2 separate regions of the Sus scrofa genome follow, and region 1 is linked to region 2. The links are chromatin contacts, called in public Hi-C maps. All regions are on one chromosome and are shown on one strand. The core of a region is the stretch at or near the end of the contact, and the rest is flanking DNA. Distances in the headings are between cores, read along the strand shown.

The links. Hi-C and Micro-C count contacts between places; a contact is called where the count stands out from the background.
Region 1: a Hi-C map of fetal liver shows a contact between it and region 2, with 2.2 times the contacts expected there. The contact joins the promoter of NOL4L here to the enhancer-like site in region 2. A contact is called at or near these places in 6 of 47 Hi-C or Micro-C datasets (blood, fetal heart ventricle, fetal liver and 1 more) and 2 of 2 datasets of contacts at active chromatin or transcription factors (alveolar macrophages and skeletal muscle).

What each region holds. Positions count from the first base shown.
Region 1 is chr17:36,199,581-36,203,628 of Sscrofa11.1, reverse strand. It overlaps NOL4L (nucleolar protein 4-like), which reads left to right and starts at 2,594. Exons shown (of 11, transcript XM_021077429.1): 1 at 2,594-2,929. The coding sequence starts at 2,609.
Region 2 is chr17:36,158,195-36,162,443 of Sscrofa11.1, reverse strand. The region is part of intron 1 of NOL4L (nucleolar protein 4-like); the gene reads left to right. Among named protein-coding and RNA genes, the nearest start is that of NOL4L, 41 kb to the left of the region's middle. Within about 2 kb of position 1,608, at least 31 of the 83 cell types and tissues checked have an H3K27ac peak or open chromatin away from gene starts, as enhancers often do. A contact at or near this core is called in alveolar macrophages, fetal liver, liver and 1 more, where this site is marked.

The sequences.
Region 1 (4,048 bases), core at 1,345-3,844, 40 kb before region 2:
GAGATACCAGTTCTTTATTTATTTATTTATTTATTTTTTTGGCTTTTTAGGGCTGCACCCATGGCAAATGGAGATTCCCAGGCTAGGGGTCTAATCAGAGCTGTAGCCGCCGGCCTACACCACAGCCACAGCAACACTGAATCCGAGCTGTGTCTCGACCTACACCACAGCTCACAGCAACGCCGGATCCTTAACCCACTCAGCAAGGCCAGGGATTGAACCTGTGTCCTCATGGATGTTAGTCAGATTCGTTTCCGCTGTGCCAGGATGGGAACTCTAAAATACCAATTCAAAAGGACAGCCCCACCGCCTAGGCTCCAGGGCACGCTTGCTGAAAGTGATCATTAGCGTTGTTAGGCTAGAGCACCTTTGTTCTCGGGAGGGGAGTCAGCAGTGGGGTTAAGTGTTAAGGGATGTATTGGAAAAGTCAGGGCAGGGGCTTCCAAATCATGCAGCAGCCTCCCTCCTCTCCCAGGGTGGGGGCGGCTATGCGGCCTTTGGGTAGTGCCTTGCCCTCTCTGAGCTCAAGTGGTCATCTCTGAAAAATGGGCATGCCAGCATGGAACCAAAAAGAACTCTTAGGAAGATAAAGAGGAAAAATGACTGTGGAGTTGTTGGTATATATAAAGTAACATGGAAATGTAAATTATCTAAAAATAAATCTATGTGAAATGCAGAGAGAGGTTGGGACTTGGAAGACCTCTTGGGTTCTTTCAGCAGTTATTGGCACCTACTGTGTGCCAGGTGCTGTGCTAGGGCCTGGGATACAGGGATGAGTCAGATATGGGCCCTGTGCATCTGGAGCTCCTAGTCTACTGGGGGAAGTAAGCCAGCCACATACAGTGAGGGGGATCCCTCCCAGCGGGAGGCCAGGGGGGAGATTTCATGTGTGATGTGGTGGCAGGAGCCAGACAGACCCGAGCCAGAGCCAGACAGACCAGAACCAGAGCCCTCCTCTCTTCCCTGCATGACCTTGGCCAGGTCAGGTCACCTCTCCAAGCCCCAGGCCTTCATCTGTAAAATAGGCCAGTCCTCTCTGCCTCTCAGAGTTGCCAGGACCTGGGACTCTCTAGGAACCAGGGTGGGGGACCTTGGGATGAAGGTAGCTAGTAGTCCCTAGGCGGAAAATGGTCCTGCACTGGCCACAATCTGGGACTCAGTCTTGGGTGGTGACTTGCCTGCAGGAGTGGCCTGGGGACCTTTGGGAGGGACTCTAGGGAACAGCAGGAAAAGAAGTTCAGCAATTTCTCAGACCCGTTAAGAAAGGAGGGCAGAAATGCTGGGGAATTGGCCTATGCCTTTATTTATGTTAGTAATCTCCTTAAGGGGGAGGGGGCTGGCTCTACCCAAGGTCAGTCCTGCCCAGGGAGGAGGGTGATGGCAGGTCCACCTGAGCTTACTCAGTCAGCGAGTCTAGGTCACGGTGCACCTGGGGAAGGCAGGGTGTATAAGGATGAATTTGTGGTGGGTTGAGCACTGCCCCAAGCCTTGACATGGCTGGCCTGAGTGAGGCCACCGGTCAATGTTGATGACTTCCCTGGGGCTCGGGGCTGTCCCAGAGCAGTGGCGATGGCAGAAGCAAGGATAGCCAAACTTGGGAGAATTCGAGGTGAGGCGGGAGGAAGTTTGGGGCTCCCAGAAGGGTGGTGATTTGGGGTTCCCCAGGGGAACACTGCTCCTCTGGCGCCGGGCTCACACTTGGAGAGGTCAGGCCAGTCGCCGGGAAGAAGGGAAGGGGCCCTGCCCTGTACCACCCGCGCCCGGCTAAAATCGGGCGGGGGCCCCCCGGGGAGGCAGGAACCCTAGTGGCCGGGCGGGGTCTGCGCCCTACTCCCTGCGAGACCGCCCGGTCCCGGCGGAGCGCGGCCTGCGAGGCTCGGGGCCAGGCCCGGCCAGAGGGAACTCGGTCCCTGGGCTGGGCACCGCGCGCCTGCGGCTCCCGCCCTCCCGGGCGGCTGCGGGCGCGGCGGCCCCCGCGCCCCCAGGGGCCGGGCCGGGGCGGGGGCTGGGCCCCGCGGGCGGGCGCGAGAAGCAGGGGGGGGGGGTTGGCGGCGAAGGCTGCGACGCTCTAACAGGTGGGATCCCGCGGCGTGGTGGAGGCGGGCGCGGGAGGAGGAGGAGGAGGAGGAGGAGGAAGAGCAGCGGCAGCGGGAGCTTGAGCAGGAGCAGGATGAGCCGCGCGAGCTGACAGCCGCCGCCGCCGCCGCCCGCGCCCAGGCTCGGTCTCGCTCCCCGCGCCCGGGGCCGCTCCCCGCCTCCCGCCTCCCCCGGCCGCCCGCGGGGCGGCCCGCCCCCTCTGCACCTCCGGGCCCGGAGCTGCCTCCATCGCTCCTGCATCCCGGCCGGGGGGGAGGAGGAGGCGGAGCAGGAGGCGAGCCGGAGCCGCCGCCGCCAACGCCGCCGCCGCCGCCCGAGCAGGACAGAGCGCGCCGCAGCCCCGCGCGTCCGGCCGCCGCCCGTGCCCATCAAGCAGCCGCGCCGGAGCCACACCGCGGGACAGCCCGAGCCGCGGCGCGCCCCGGCTCGGCCCGGCCCAGCCCAGCCCAGTCCCGGCACCGGGCGGCCCGGCGGCCGGCCCGCCCCCGAGGGCGCCGGGCGCGGCGGGAGGATGCCGAAGCCGACGCTGCTGCTGCGCGGGGGCTGGGAGCGCGAGCGCAGCCCCGGGGACTCGGAGCTGGGCCGCCAGTTCCGGGACTGGTGCCTGCGCACCTACGGCGACTCGGCCAAAACCAAGACGGTGACACGCAGCAAATACCAGCGGATCGCCGAGGTCCTGCAGGGCGGCGGCGGGACCGGCGCGGGCAGCGGCCCGGCAGCCGGCGAGAAAGGCAAGTTCCAGTTCTGGGTGCGCTCCAAGGGCTTCCGCCTGGGCAGCGGCCGGGAACCCAAGATGGGCCAAGTGGTGTATGTGCCGGTCAAGACGGGCTCGGTGAGTGCGCGCGCGGCGGCCACGGGCCGGTCCCGCCGCGGGGCTCGGGGCGGGCGGGGGCGGGGTGGGGGTGTGGATGTGTGTCCGAACGTGTGTCCCTGAGGTTGTCCGTGGGTCTCGTCCTCCCGAGGCGCACGCGTCCCTGCTCACCCGCCCGCCCCAGCCCGCCCGGGCAGCGCTCCGGGTTCGGGGCGTCCCTGCCCCCCTCTGCGCCGCTGCCGGGGCCGTGGCGGTGCCGGGCGGGCTGTCCCGGGCTGCTCACCCCAGCATGTTCCGTCCTCCCGTCCCCTCCCCCCGCCAGCAGGCGGCTGCTCCGAAGCCCGAGCCTCCCCCCGCCCGCCCCGGGGCTGCCTGTCCCGGGCGCCTCGCGCTCCCGCCCCCGGGCCGGCTGGGCGGTGTGTGTCTGTGTGTGTTGTGTGTGTGTGTGTGTGTGTGTGTGTGGAGGGTGGTGCCGCGGTGGGGGGGGCAGGGGCGGCCACGGGACGGGGAGTCCGCTCGGCTTCCCAGCGCCAGGGGAGGGGGCCCGCAGGGGCACAGTCTCTCCGACCCCACCCGGGGCTGGCCCGGGGAGGGGCAGCCCGAGCCGCAGCCTGGCGCAGGAGCAGCCTCCCGCGGGTGGGTGGGGCGCCCCCTCCGCCCCCCGGGCCCCTAGCTCCCCCCTCCCTGGGACGGGGGCGGCCTGACCTATCCATCCCCTCCCCTCCCCCGTCCCCGGGGCCGGCCCGGTCCGGGCGGGGTGGCGTGGGGGAGGGGGCGGGGAACCGCAGCCGCCGAGAGGGAGGAGGCGGGCGGCCGGGCGGGGGCGTCCCCTCCGGCCCGGGGCGCCCTGGAGAGGGCGTGCGGCGCGGGCCCCGCGGCTCCCCCGCCGGGACCTCATTGTTCTGCAGCGGGTGGGGGCTGGGGGGGCGGCTGCTCCCGGGGCGCTGCTGAGCTTTGAACTTTCCGTCGCGGAGACCCTCCATTAGTGCGTTCAGCCCCCGGCCCGGCCGGGCCGGGCCAGCCTCCCTCCCTGCCCCCCTCGCTCCCTCCCCGGCCTCGCCCGGCCCGAGCAAGCGAGCGGGGCCGCCCCGCGCCGGCCTCCCTCCCTCCCTCGCTCCCTCGCTCCCCCCTCCGTGCTCC
Region 2 (4,249 bases), core at 359-2,858:
GCCCGTTTACCCCGCCGGCTCGGCGCGGGTGCCGCAGGCTGAGAGAAAGCCCGAGCTGCTGGGCCTTGGCCGGCCCGGGGAACAAAGGCCAGTTTGTGGGGGCCTGGAGAGAAGCTGGGCCTCTCAGGGCGGCTCAGATTCCAGGCCTGGGCCGATGGACCCTGCACCGCCAGCTGGTCTCCCCTGCTGGCGGCTGTGGCCAGACGAGCTCCTGACAGCCGGCTTCAGGCGGCCCGTCAGCCCGCCACCCTCCGAGGCGGCTGGAGCTTGGCTCGCGTCCACGCTGCCAGGAAGTGAAGCAGGTCTGGCCCAGAGAGCACTGGACTGGGATCCTGAAATCCTGGTTTCATTCATTCCTTCCTCCTTTCATTCACACGCTCTGAAGTGCCTGCCGGTGGTGTCTGAAGCAAGGGAGCCGGGGAGGGAGCTCCAGCTTCGGGGTGTCCTGGTTTGGGTTCCATCCAGACTCTGTCCTCAAGAGCTGTGAGGAGCAGGCTACTTCTTTCGTTCACTTCATTCTGAAGTGGTTGAGCACCTACTATGTGCCAGAGGACAGGACAAAATGGGCCCGATCCTTGGACCTTAAAGTCCGGTGGGGCGTCCAATGTTCCACAGGCGATGAGCGCTCTGAGGGACGTGAACAGGGGCTGCTAGGCTCTGGGGAGGAGCTGGGTAAGTAGGCAGCTCAGGAGGAGCCGGTCATGCCAAGAGCAAGTGGCAGGGGCGTTCCGGGCAGAGGCAACAGTGTGCGCACGATGGGGCGGGCAGCAAGGCAGGCTGGGGCACCAGCGCCACGTGGTGGGCGATGAGGTCAGTGGGGCCACTGAGGACCTGTGGGCCTCTTCCCTGAGCTTCCGTGTCCTCGTCTGTGGAAATGGGAATGAGGACCTGAGGTGCGGGGGCTTGGGCCGGGACTCAGGGAGATAAGGTATGTAAGATCTCAGCGAAGCTGGGTGCAGGATGCCCCCTGGTTCACTAAGATAGCCTGACTTAGGCGGCACTGTCTGTGGGCCAGACGCGGACAGGGGCCTTGCACGCATGAGCTCCTTCATCCTCCCAACACCCCTGGGGGGGCAGGGCTGTTTCCCCCATTTCACGGATAAGGAAACTGAGGGACCAGCACAGGTCAGCTAATAATTTGTGGCTATTCCAGTAGTTTTTACTCTGGATTAAGCCCAAGGCCTGGCGCGGAGCAGACCCTCAGAGGCCATTTGTTGAATGAGTACATCTGGAAGGCGGAGGCTGGGCAAGCATGGGAGCTCTGTGTGCACGCGTATGTGACTCTGAGACCAGGTGTACCTGGCTGTGTGGGATTCTGTGTGTGGTTGTATGTGACTCTGAGTGTGTGTGACGGCTTCTCACAGGGTCACACACTTGTCTCCCAGAGTTCTCGCCCCGAACGCCCCGTGGCTCTGGGGACTGTCAGACGGGCCTTGTGTGGGGCTGTGTCAGACCGTATCGCTGCCTACACGTGTCTGTCTGGGCCCACAGGGCCACTTGGCACCCTTCCTGGGATGGCTGGCAGGCCCCGAGGCTACGGTGGGGCAGGATGGGTAGGTTCAGAGGTGAGGAGGGCAGAGTCCCCATCCTCCCCCACCCAGCCCCACCAGGCAGACCGGCAAGTGGAAAAAATGTTCACACCCTGGGCAGGCGGGTGTCTGCCCCAGCGGGACTGCTCTGTGCACACAAAACAAGTTCTTCTGGTATCAGCTCTAGTTTGGCAGGAAGTGGCTTCTGGGTGGCAGGAAGTTGGATTCAGCTCATATCAGCCCCGGCCGAGGGGCAGGAGAGCAGTTATCTGGGGTGAAACAGAGTTACCGAGAAGCGGGGCCCCAGCACTCTGTACCTGATAGAGCTGAGGGCACAGCCCACCCCTCTCGGCCATTTGGGATATAAATGGGTCTCAGAGAGATCTGCCACCCATCAAGTGCCTCCTGGGCCCCAGACCCCAAACAGAGCTCACCCTCACCTCCCATTGCCCCCCTGCAGCAGATGTGCAGACTGAGACTCTGAGAGGTAGTGACAAGCAGAAGGAACAGGAGGAGAGAAACTGAGAGAAATCAACAGGACAAGAGAAAAACCAAGACAGAGAGCAAAGAGGAGAGGGGAGGTGGGACTGGGAAGTAGAAGGTAGTGGAACGAATGCAGACAGCAATGACACCTTGCTGGTGGGAAGACGTGTAGAGTCCCCACCGCCTTCTAGGCCCTCATGTGGACATCACAGCTGATCCCGAACCCATTTCCTAGAGGAGGAAAGTGAGACCCACAGAGCCTTACTAGCCAAGCCAGACCTGGCATCCAGGTCTGATTCCAAAGCCCCTGTTCTTTCCAGCCACGCCCCTGTGCCCACCTTCTAGGGAAGGGAAGTCCTAAAAGGGATGTTGATCACATGAGTTGTTTGGGGATGGTGAGGAATGCATTGAGTTGGCCGGTGGAGAGCCAGGGTTCAGACCTGGGCAGAGTGGCTGCAAACCCATGTGCTTAACCGTGTGACAGGGTGTGCCCAGCATGATGCCAGAGGAGTCAGAGAAAGCCATGGTCCTGCCCTTAGGCTGAGACCCAAGGGTCCAGCCACTGATCTGAAGCCCCAAAGCTCCACCTGGCAAGAAACGGAATCCCTCAACTGCCAGCCCCGGACACCCTGTACCCACCCCCAGCCCCCATTGGAGCCCCTGGGGAGTGGGCCACCGGTCCTTCTGTTCTCATCCCAAAAGCAGCACCCAAGCTGTTCCCTGGCTGAGATGCTGATTTGAAGCTCGGTTTGCATGTCGTTTGCACATTACTCAGTGCATGTCAGAAGGTACGAACATCTCCCTTTCCTGGAGAGGGCTGCTAGGCCCCCCTGCCCTCCTCCAGACAGCAAAAATGCCAGCCGGCTAGACAGGGAGCTGCGCCCTGGCCTCTGACAGCACCCGCCTGCTGCCACCTCCCCCATTCCCTCCTGGAGCCAAATTTAGGCAGCTCTGCTACTGAGAGATGGGGAGAGCAGAGGCAGGAAATGGTGAGGTTGGAGACAGCCCGGCCTTGGCCCAGGCAGGGTGGGGCAGCCCCAGGGGTGCCCCTGTCCCTAAAGCCCTTGGCCCAACCTCCCCCCCACCCCTCCTCCCACAGGAATGCAGGCCGGGTTGGGGAATGCTGGGTTCTCAGCAGCAGCCCAGGGTGCTGGCTACCCTGGCCATGAGGGAGGAGGGAGAGATGGAGGGAGGGAGGGAGGAGGTCATGGCCGGGGCAGTGGGGAAGGGATCAGATAGCCTCCTCCTGCCCCAGACACCCGCCGCCGCCACTGGGGACAGGAGCCCGCTCTGCTTCTCAGCACTTCCTGCCCCTCCTTGGTGTGCACCCCCCACCCCCAGGCCTGACTGTGGTGTGGGGGACAGGAGGCATAGCTGGGCCTTTGGGGACTGAACTCCTCTAAAAGTCTCCACAAAGCCATCAAAGCCTGGGCTAGCCTTTCACCTTGATGGTCTTGGTTTCCCTATCTGGGAAATGGCGAGGCTGGCCTCCAGTGATTTCCAAGTGGATACCCTCACTGAGAGCAAGGGTTTCTGGGAGGTCTGGCAAAAATTAGGGATGTGGCAGTGGCTTAGGCCTAGGAACATCGATTTTTTTCAGGTATGGCTAAGAGAAGCAGCTCCTCACTGATGCTGGGACAGGATGTGGGTGGGCTGAACAATGAAAGGAGGAGAAGGCCTGGGCCGATTACTGCCTTGGGGATGGAGTTAATAGTGCCCTGTAGCTGAGAGCATGGATTTTGGGGTGTGGCTGCAGGGGTTGAATCCCAGCTCTGCCACTCTCTTCTCCATGCCTGTGGACAAGGTGCTTCAGCTTTCAGTGCCTCAGTTTCCCCACCTGTAAGATGGAGGTAATAAACCTCCTAGGGCTGCTGGGAAAGTGAAATGAGGCGGTGAACGCTTGGCACACATTAAGTACACCATGATGCCGGCCACCAGTGTGATTGTTTTGTCTCCCTGAGCGGTTTGGAGGCCCCGAAGCTATAACGGATGTGGACACGATGGGGAGGCGCTGTAGTTTGGTGATTAAATGGGCATCGGGATGGGGGTTCAAGTCTGCATGACCCTGGGCAAATGGCCACACCCCGCTGTTCCCTGGGCGGGGAAGAGCAGAGGCGCCTACCGCAGAGGGTCTGTGAGGATTACACAGATCAGGCTTGGCACGGCGCCTGGCACATAGCGGGCGCTCCCTGAAGGAGAGCTGGCCAGATCGAATGGTACCGCCCGGCACAAAGGAC